Regions from separate parts of the Triticum aestivum genome. Here region 1 is linked to region 2. A link is a contact called in public Hi-C data. All regions are on one chromosome and are shown on one strand. Each heading gives the region's core, a stretch centred on a gene start, on an enhancer-like site or on the middle of the called end of the contact. The rest is flanking DNA. Distances are from core to core; before and after follow the strand shown. Region 1 holds the start of LOC123166202 (transcription factor GTE9). Region 2 holds the start of LOC123168193.

The links. A called contact is a pair of places that touch in the nucleus more often than the background predicts.
Region 1: a contact with region 2 is called in a Hi-C map of leaf, with 7 times the contacts expected there. The contact joins the promoter of LOC123166202 here to the promoter of LOC123168193 in region 2. A contact is called at or near these places in 3 of 5 Hi-C or Micro-C datasets (all in leaf).

Annotation. Positions count from the first base shown.
Region 1 is chr7D:394,287,945-394,293,321 of IWGSC CS RefSeq v2.1, reverse strand. It overlaps LOC123166202 (transcription factor GTE9), which reads right to left and starts at 1,701. Exons shown (of 10, transcript XM_044583968.1): 1 at 1-1,701. The coding sequence starts at 1,226.
Region 2 is chr7D:393,622,348-393,627,479 of IWGSC CS RefSeq v2.1, reverse strand. LOC123168193 reads left to right here and starts at 2,944. Exons shown (of 5, transcript XM_044586070.1): 1 at 2,944-3,265; 2 at 3,367-3,523; 3 at 4,219-4,269; 4 at 4,879-4,971. The coding sequence starts at 3,123.

The sequences.
Region 1 (5,377 bases), core at 452-2,951, 670 kb before region 2:
AGGGTATCATCGCTGAGAGCGTTCATGTCAATAGTCAACTCATCTTCATCAGCATCATTATCATCATTAACATGCCTCTTTATGAACTCAACTACATGTTCTGGAATGAATCCACCATATGATTGTAGTCTTACGCTTAGAGCAACCTTTTGTTCATCTGTCATCATTCCCATAGCAGTTTGTACCACTGGAACCTCCTCAGCCACCTGAGCCATCTGTATCACTGATGCTACTGGAGCATCCTGAACCAAAGGAGAGGCTTTCCTCTTCTTCGGGTGCAAAACTGGCTTGGCAACCACCTCCTCTTTTTGAAAGGTGTTTTTCTTATATGCACCTTTATTTGAAGGTCTTCTATCAAAAGGCTCTTTGTTGTCAACAATATTTTTCTCAACTGCATCATTTTTTGAAGGCTCAATTGCAGAGAGTTCCTCATCTGGTCGAGGAAGCTTCTTTTCGATAGGCTTCCATCTAGGTTCAAAAACACTGCTCATAGTCTGGGCCATTATGTTAACTGCATTACCGACTGGGTTATAAAGTATAGCGTTGCTAAAAGTAAGCCTCACGTCTGCGGCAAACTCCCAAGGTGTAGGGTACACACCTGCATTCAGCTTTTTCTGTATAGTACCCAAATCCATTGGGTGCTTGACTATATCAAAATAATCAGGGATACACAACTTCACAGGATCAACTGGCATAACAAACGGGCTTGCAGAGCGATGCTTCATAAGGTTCTTCAGAAGCTCCTGGCATTTTTTAAACGATGCTGTGTAGTTAATGGAGCTGACTACAGGTTGGGCAACTGATGGCGGTAATCCTCTGCCAGACTGCACTGAATTGCTCCTCCTGAGCTTCCCATCCTTTTTATTGCCGTTGAAATCACCTCTGGGAGCCGACGCAGTCCCACCATTCATGCTCGTCGTAGCCCCTCTTGAAAACAACCTACTCTGGAGGGCCCTGACCTGCTCGAGCTCGTCGCGGAGCCTCATCTCCAGCTCATTCCTATCCGAGGCCGACATCCTCGGCAACTCAAAGACCACACGCGGCACATTAAATCCGGGAGCATCAGCCCCCTCGTCCGTATTCAGGTTGATGCATTTTCTCTTGGCTTCACTTCTTGCAGGATTCCCAAGGCCCTTTGACACCCCCACAGTTTCCACCCCATATCGGTAGTCCGGCACGAAACCGAGCGGGTGCCCCTTGGAGAACTTCTGCGTCTTCCCCATCATTGCGTGGCGGAACACGCAGACCAGTCTGCTCGCGAGCGCAATGCGCCGCCTGGGTCACCCAAATCCACCACAATTCAGCCAAAACCTAACCCTAACCCCCCCGAAGCGAGAGGTTAGTTTATTGCACGGCCGCCAAGAGCAGGAGGCCTCCAAAACCCTCGATTCGGGGGGCGGAGCAGCTCAATTGGAAGCGCCGCGGCGAGAGATCGAGCCAACTCACCGAGCAGACGGCGCCGCACCCACCACAACCACCACACAAAGCCGGCGGCGCCGCCGCGAGATCTCGAGGCCTTCGCGCAGGCACCCGGCGCCGCCGCCGCCGCTGCGGCGCGAGCACTGGAGCTCCCCCTCCTCCTCCTCCTCGAAACGGAGGGCGGCGCGGAGGCGGCGAGGCGAAAGCGGATGAAGGCGAGGCGGCGAGACCTGGGGTTTCTCTCTCCTCTGTCCCCGTCTCTTTCTCTCTCTTCACTGTGCCGCTCGCGAGCTTTAGGCTCGAATCGCGAAGCAAAGGGGCCCCTTGTAAGCGGCGTGCGGGGAGCGCGCCCGGTGGCTGAGATGTGGGTCCCCCGGTCCAAATGGTCCCACCGCGCAGTCTCTTGGACGGAATAGGGTGGGCGGCTCTGACTTGTGAGGGGAGATCCCGGCCGTTGGGTTTTTGGGGCGGACGGTGCGATTATAGGTGGTTGCGTGTCTAGAAAGCCTCTAGGGCTTCGTATGCTAGAATCACGTGTTGATTTGTCCGACCTGGGATGCTATGGAAATAGCATGCGAATCTCCCCCGGAAAAGATATTTAAACGTGAATTTTCAAAATATTATCAAGTTGTGTTAAAAAAACTTATCAAGTTCTTAGAGCAACTCCAACGGGCCGACCCAACGCGCATTTGTCCGCTTTTTGTCTGTTTGGGTCGGCCGCCCGCCCGGCGTCCGCCCAGTTTTGCATTTGGGTCAGCAGCGCGCGCAACGCGCCGACCCATTTCATGTACGCATTCAATTTAAAAAAAGGCTCGCAACCATATATCATGTCAGCAGCCATAGATCAATGCCGGCACCATGCCAACACCGGCATACATTGCCGGCTTCAAAAAATATCACCGCAGTTCATGTTGGCGCACTCGCCAGTGGCCGGCACACATGCTAGCACACAAAAAAAGGTGGGACTTGACTTCGACCACGCCATCGCGGCCCCGTGATCATGCCAGCACACAAGTCGGCATACAAAAAAGGAAGGCCCTCGCGGCCACGAGATCACTCGTCGATGAACTTGAGCATGTCGGCCTGCATCTTCTCGAACCACGGCCTCTTCCTTGGCGACACGATGTTGAGATCCACCTTCATGATTTCCACCCCGGTCATCATGCGCGAGAGTCACTTCTTTCGCCTTGGTCTTGGCGTTGGCGGCCTCGATGTCTAGCATCTTGGCTTGCTTCTCCGCCTCAATCTCAAGCATCTTGCCTTGCTTCTTCGCGCCCATCTCAAGCCTCCTCCTTTGGATCTCTATGAAGGCGTTCATTTCCTCTTTTTTGAAACGCCGGCGCTCCTCCTCCCTTGAATCCTTCTTGTTCATCATGCCCTCCACGCTTGCGATCAAGGCGTTCGATGCCGCATCCCGCTTGTCCTCCTTCTTGGAGTTGGTCTTCCCCCGCGGCCGTGCCGGCTCGCCGTCCCCAACCTCCTCCACGGCTTGCTTCCCCCTACGCGACTTGAGGGCGGCATGTTGCGCCTTGAACTTCTCCTCGTCTTTGATGACCCTAAAGCAATGGGACAGGTTGAAGCACTTGCATTGTGTTGGACCTTGAATGCCTCCAAAGCTTGAAATGCCTACAAATGTTTTCATGCAAGCATATTGACAAATGGTAGGCAAATGAACTTGCAAGCATAAACTTGATGACACAAAAGAGGGCGGCTTGCTAGCATACCATGTCTTGCATGCCGATGCCGCTCACGGGGCGGGTCTTGACGCTCTCAAGGGTGGCACAAAACTTGTTACACTCTTGTTGGATCACCCTCCAACGCTTTGAAATGGACACCCACCCGCGCGTGCTCACAATTTGGTAAGGCGGAAACTTCTTGCGCTCATGAAACTCCCGGTGGACACAAATCCAAAAAGTTGAATGCTTTTGTTCGGCGCCAGTCTTGGGGTCTTGTCCAATGTCTCGCCAACACTCGCAAAGAAGCTTGTCCTCGGCCGCCGTGTATGCCTTCGTCCGCTTGCTCTTGCGCTTCGGCTTCGGCCCAGCGGCTTGGTTGGCGAGCTCGTCCTCGAACAAAGGCTCCACTTCGATGTCGCACTCGTCCTCTTCCTCTTGCCCGTAGTCGTCCAGAAACTCGTGGTCAAGTGGGAAGCCGTCTAGGTCCATGCCGACCTGATCACGCATGAAAGCCACCTGATCGTGATCATAGCCAGCAGCCGGCGTGAACGCCCCGCGGCCGTCCTGGCTTTGTGTCTCGTCGGTCGTAGCCAGCGGCCGGCGTACCGCCCTCGAAGATGAGGTTCTGCATGTTGTCCTCATCGCCGGCGGCCGGCATTCCCTCAAACAGGTTGCGGGCGTCCGGTAGCATGTCGGCCGGCATCTGCCTCGCGCGTTTCCTCGCGCCTCCCGATGACGAGCCACCGCTGTGGCGTTCAGGTCGATGGGCGCGGGCGTGGAAGGCGCCACCACGCTCACGTCGGGCGAGCACTCCCCGGGGAGGCGGGAGGCCTGGGGGTACACGTGGAAGCCGGGCATCGGGTTGCAAGCCGACGCGCGGGGCGAGTCGGGAAGCACCATCCGGGGGAACGCAGATGAGTCGGTGCTGGCTGCGGCGGCCACGGCGGCGTTGACGAGGCCGTGTTGGCTAGTGTTTAACCCTAGCATATAGAGCGCCTCCCTCGTTGCCGCGATGACGCGGGCGTTGGTGACCTCCTGCTGCGCGGCGGCGGCGGCTGCTACCTCTTGAGCATGCGTTGGTTTTCCCTTGAAGAGGATGTTGGAAATATGCCCTAGAGGCAATAATAAAATGGTTATTATTATATTTCCTTGTTCATGATAATTGTCTATTGTTCATGCTATAATTGTGTTATCCGGAAATCGTAATACATGTGTGAACACATAGACCATAACATGTCCCTAGTGAGCCTCTAGTTGACTAGCTCGTTGATCAATAGATGGTTACGGTTTCCTGACCATGGACATTGGATGTCATTGATAACGGGATCACATCATTAGGAGAATGATGTGATGGACAAGACCCAATCCTAAGCATAGCACTAGATCGTGTAGTTCGTTTGCTAAAGCTTTTCTAATGTCAAGTATCATTTCCTTAGACCATGAGATCGTGCAACTCCCGGATACCGTAGGAATGCTTTGGGTGTACCAAACGTCACAACGTAACTGGGTGGCTATAAAGGTGCACTACAGGTATCTCCGAAAGTGTCTATTGGGTTGGCACGGATCGAGACTGGGATTTGTGACTCCGTGTGATCTCTGGGCCCACTCGGTAATGCATCATCATAATGAGCTCAATATGTGACTAAGTAGTTAGTCACGGGATCATGCATTACGGAACGAGTAAAGTGACTTGCCGGTAACGAGATTGAACGGGGTATTGGGACACCGACGATCGAATCTCGGGCAAGTAACGTACCGATTGACAAAGGGAATTGTATACGGGATTGCTTGAATCCTCGACATCGTGGTTCATCCGATGAGATCATCGTGGAACATGTGGGAGCCAACATGGGTATCCAGATCCCGCTGTTGGTTATTGGCTAGAGATCTGTCTCGGTCATGTCTGCATGATTCCCGAACCCGTAGGGTCTACACACTTCAGGTCCGATGACGCTAGGGTTATAAGGAAGATTTGTATGTGGTTACCGAATGTTGTTCGGAGTCCCAGATGAGATCCCGGACGTCACGAGGAGTTCCGGAATGGTCCGGAGGTGAAGATTTATATATGGGAGGTCATCATACGGTCACCGGAAATGTTCGGGGGTATGCCGGTATTGTAGCGGGGCCACCGAAGGGGTTCCGGGGGTCCACCGGGAGGGTCCACCTGCCCCGGAGGGCCCTATGGGATGTATGTGGAAGGGAACCAGCCCCTAAGTTTCGGCTTCGGCCCAGCGGCTTGGTTGGCGAGCTCGTCCTCGAACAAAGGCTCCACTTCGATGTCG
Region 2 (5,132 bases), core at 1,695-4,194:
GAGAGAAGAAGCCATCTAACTACTAGCTATGGACCCGTAGGTCTGTGGTAAACTACTCACGCTTCATCGGAAGGGCATCAAGGTTGATGTAGAGGCCCTCCATGATCGAATCCCCCTCCGGCAGAGTGCCAAAAAAGGTCCCAAGATGGGATCTCACGAGAATAGAGGCTTGTGGCGGCGGAAAAATATTTTCGTGGATGCCTCTGATGGTTTGGGAATATTTGGGAATTTATAGTGCAAAGATTAGGGTTGGAAGACCTCCGAGGGGCCCACAAGCCCTCAGGGCATGCCTGGCAGGCTTGTGGCCTCCTCGGGAACCTTCTGGCCCCCTCTCCAAGCCTTCTGGTCCAAGAAAAATCATCGCGAAAGTTTTATTCCGTTTGGACTCCGTTTGATATTCCTTTTCTGTAAAACTCAAAAACTAGGAAAAAACAAAAACTGGCACTGGGCTCTAGGTTAATAGGTTAGTCCCAAAAATAATATAAAATAGCATATTAATGCATATAAAACATCCAAAATAGATGATATAATAGCATGGAACAATAAAAAATTACAGATACGTTGGAGACGTATCACCAGTTACGTTGTGACATTTGATAGCACACACGGTATTGCTCCGGTATCCGGGAGTTGCATGATCTCATGGTCGAAGGAATATGTATTTGACATTAGGAAAGCAGTAGCAATAAACTGAACAATCATATGCTAAGCTAACGAATGGGTCTTGTCCATCACATCATTCTCCTAATTATGTGATCCCCTTATCAAATGACAACTCACGTATGTGGTTAGGAAACCTTAACCATCTTTGATCAACGAGCTAGTCTAGTAGAGGCTCACTAGGGACACGGTATTTGTTTATGTATCCACACATGTATTTAAGTTTTCGATCAATACAATTCTAGCAGGAATAATAAACCTTTATCATGAATAAGGAAAAATAATAACAACCACTTTATTATTGCCTCTAGGGCATATTTCCAACACAGGGCATGGGAGACGGCGGTGCCTCGAGTCCCGCGAGCCAGTGCGTGCCCCATGTCCTAATCTACCTCGCCGGCGATCGAAGCAACACTTCGAGGGGTGTAGCCGACCGCCGGACATGGACAGGGCAGAGTCGGACGAGTTTTGCTTGGATTAAGTTTCAGGTTGCATGTAATTGTGTGGGTTTGAGGTTCTAATTGAGGTCTCCTGTTGTGGAAACTAAAATATGAGGTCTGACTGGTCACTGTCCGGACGCGTTCGCGGTCGTTTGAGGGTTTGGATTTGGTGTACCCGACTGTAGATGCTCTCCGAGAAACTCTAGCAGATGCGCTATAACCTCGATGGCCCGCATAATTCCGGCTAACGACGTCCTGGACTAGGGGGTCCTAGCCCAGCCGGACTAATGTATGGGTCGGACCATCAGCCCATCAATGGAAGAGGACTCCGGAGGCCTTCTATGTGCGGCGACCGAAGACTTGGCGTGTACTCCAAGCATATCTGATTAGATTCGGCATGTAAATCCTTAGATGGCAACCGACCATGTGTAACCCTAGATACCCCTGGTGCCTATATAAACCAGAGGGTTTAGTCCGTAGAAGCCATCCATGCACCCATTCATACATTCATCATACCCCTAGGGTTTAGAACACAACTCACGATCTCGAGATAGATCAACTCTATACTTTGATACTTCAATAATATAAGCAAGAGCACGATGTAGGGTTTTACCTCCATAGAGAGGGCCCGAATCTGGGTAAACTTTGTGTGTGTTCTCTCTTGTTACCCATTGATCCGATCTAACAACTCGGCCCCCCTACCCGAGATCTGCTTTGACACCGACACTGGCCGATATAACGTTTTTTCAATTTTTGTGGGCTGAACAGGTCCGCTCTATCTAGCCCAGCTCGCAAAGCCGCCCTTCGGCCACTATATCTACGGGACCGCCATCGATTTAGGGTTCCCGCCTCTCATTTCCTCCGCCGCAATCCACCTTCTCGACCGCCTCCCTTCGCATCTCTAGCGAGCAATTCCGCCAGCCGTAGTCTTTTTCCGACGACTAATGGTAGGTTCCGCACGTGGTGTGGTGGCCGTGCTGGTGGGGGGGGGGGTCGCTATCGCGCAAGATCTCGTGCAACACCGCGGAGGCCAGCAGCTTCATCCCCTCCCCTCGTCGAGGTGTGGCGGTCCAAGCAAGCACGGGAGCATGGCCGCCTCTTCCGCAGCGGCGGCCGGTTCCCCTGGGCCAACTTCAACCGCCTCCACGAAGAGCTCTACCCGCACATCGTGCAGTGCCGGGAGGCGGATGAAGCGCTCCTCGCCACGGAGCGCGCCATGCAGGCCGAAGAAGAAGGGGCCGCCGACAAGCTCGCCGCGGCGAAGGAGGACCAAGCCTACGCCCACGCTTGGCGCAGGTCCGCGGAAGTGTCCTTCCTCGGCGTCAGCAACTGAGCTGGCATCCCTATCTATTCTATGTTAGATCTCAAGTTAATCTATGTTTTAGCTATGCATGAACTCCGGTGTGTAGTGATAAGCTTTGTAGCGGGAACTATATACTCCCTCCGTTTCAAAATACTTGACTTCCATTTGTCCAAAAATGCATGTCTAGATATATCTATATTTTGATAAATGGAAGGCATGTATTGTGAAACGGAGGGAGTATGATCTATGTTTTTAAATTTACGATACGCTTTAATGGATCTGTTCTGCTAGGACCTTCGAGTTTTCACAAAATCGTTTTAGGGCGGCCTGTAAAATGATTTTGCGATTTCTAGCCCCTTCTCCCCTCTCAACTTGAGGTGCTTTCTTCTGCCGTCGCCGACCCTTCCCTTGATTCCCATCACCACTAAATTGTCTTTTTCCCTTGTTCCCAGCACCATTGGACTTTGCAATTTTGAATTTTGAGATGCGGTATCATGTGTGTTCACATGATATATGGTGACTTGTCCAACCCTAACAGCTGCAAGGCCCCATTTTGCCAGCTCGGACGCTTCCAAAATCTCCAATCGCCGGCACCTTGCCAAGGAGTGACTGGGTCGAGTGCACCGCGGCGGGTGAGCGTGTCGGAGCCGACCCGGATCTTCTCTTCTCGCAAGGAGGAAGAGGCGGAGGGCGGAAGCTTCTAGAACCAGCCGGCCGCGATGGGAGACGCCGCCTCCGCCGCGCAGCCTCCGCCCGCGGCGTCGCCCGCCTTCTCCTACCTGGCCGTGTTCGGCAACTGCCCGCTCATCGCCGCCGTGCTGGCCTTCGCCATCGCCCAGTCCATCAAGGTCTTCACCACATGGTACGCCTATCTCTCGCGCGCCTCACCCGCCCTACCCTGCCATCCGGCGCCGGCTGCTGGATCTGAGCTCTCCGTCACGGGATCCGTGCGCGCGTGCGTAGGTACAAGGAGAACCGGTGGGACGCGAAGCAGCTGGTGGGGTCCGGGGGGATGCCGTCTTCGCACTCGGCCACCGTCACCGCGCTCGCAGTCGCCATCGGCCTACAGGAAGGGTTCAGCTGCTCGCTCTTCGCCACAGCTGCCATCTTTGCCTCTGTGGTTAGCGCTGTTTCTCTCTTGAGTCTTGATTGTTCTAGCTGTTAGAAATGTTGGATCTTTCGATGATGGGTCGTCGATCTGACGAGTAGTATCCTTTTCTGGTAAATAATTTGGTAAACCTACACATCATTTCGTTCATTTCTTGGATCACTTCAGTAGCTAAATTTTAGTCAAGACTGAAGTTTTAGTAGAAAACCTAAAGACGGCATATCTTGGTTCAGTTATTACTACTATAATAATAGAAAGTACAGTACACATGAGAAGAAATGCAAGCGCCTTAAACACCTGAAATCTATGATTACATAGAGGATAATATATGTGGTTGGGGGCATGGTGTGGTCATGGTGGTGATATTGTCTGACTTTATTTGCGAACTTGAGCAAACAAGTAGAAAGTAGGACAGTAGCAAGCATGAGAAAATCACCCCTACTTGTGCATAAGTAGTACTGAAAATCAATCGTGTGGAGGAGTTCATCACAAGGCACAGCCATACAAACAGATAGTCTCTCCGCCTACTCTCACGGCTGTATTTTTTTTAACTCCCCTACGTCTTGCATAGTGGTATCCCGACGAGCTCGCCATGTTGCTTATGATTCCATGTCATCTTCAGAAAATGCAGCACTCTGCGTTACATATGCGCTACTTTTTTTCAGCATCTTCGCTAAAGCCATCTTTCTGGCAATGCAAATTTGCAGGTGATGTATGATGCTTTTGGTGTTAGGCTACATGCAGGGAGGCAAGCAGAGGTACTATCTGAAACCTTCAAATATTTGTAACTAAAAGTAAAATAATTTATGGACGGAAAGGATTATGTCAAATAAATACTGGAAGCAACGAACAACTTTATGAATGCCAAGTGGTGGCCCATTGCTAAAACTACGGTCTCTTATTCAGCTAGAAAAGCACAAATCTAGCTGGAAGCCTAGAACAATCTAGGCTTTGTTGCATTGTTGACATGTTGTAACACTTTGTAGTCTCATTAGTAAGTACCGTATGTACTTCCTTGCTTGTTTTGTTGCTTATGTCCACTTAAATAGCTCATACAACAAACTATACTCGCTATTTGAATTAACATTTTACCACAGGAGGAGTAACATTATTTGAAGTAACAAATTAGGTGATCACCAACAAATTATGTCCACTTAAATAGCTCATGGAGTAACATTTTACCACAGAAGTCATTGGTGATCTGTGCCTTTAGTTAAATTTTGTGAACCTAAGAGGCCATGCTATTATTAAGTCCATATGCATAACCTGGGAAGCACCATAATTTTCAGTTGAGTATATTCACTATTTTTCTGCTCTTCTGGCGATGCTTCTATCCCAGTTATAACTTGTTTTAAATAAATTGTTAGGTCTTGAATCAAATTGTATACGAGCTACCATCAGAGCATCCACTTGCTGAAACAAGACCGTTGCGAGAGCTCATAGGACACACGCCTCCTCAGGTTTGATCTGTTGCTCCCTTATCAGCCATGCTAAGGAAGATGAATGCCTAATTCTTCATGAACTAACGCATGGTACTTGCACACAAGTGCATGAAGCGATTAGTCCCTATCCCATCATATTTGCTTCTTACCTGATGAAAGTGCACGAAACCATGGGACAT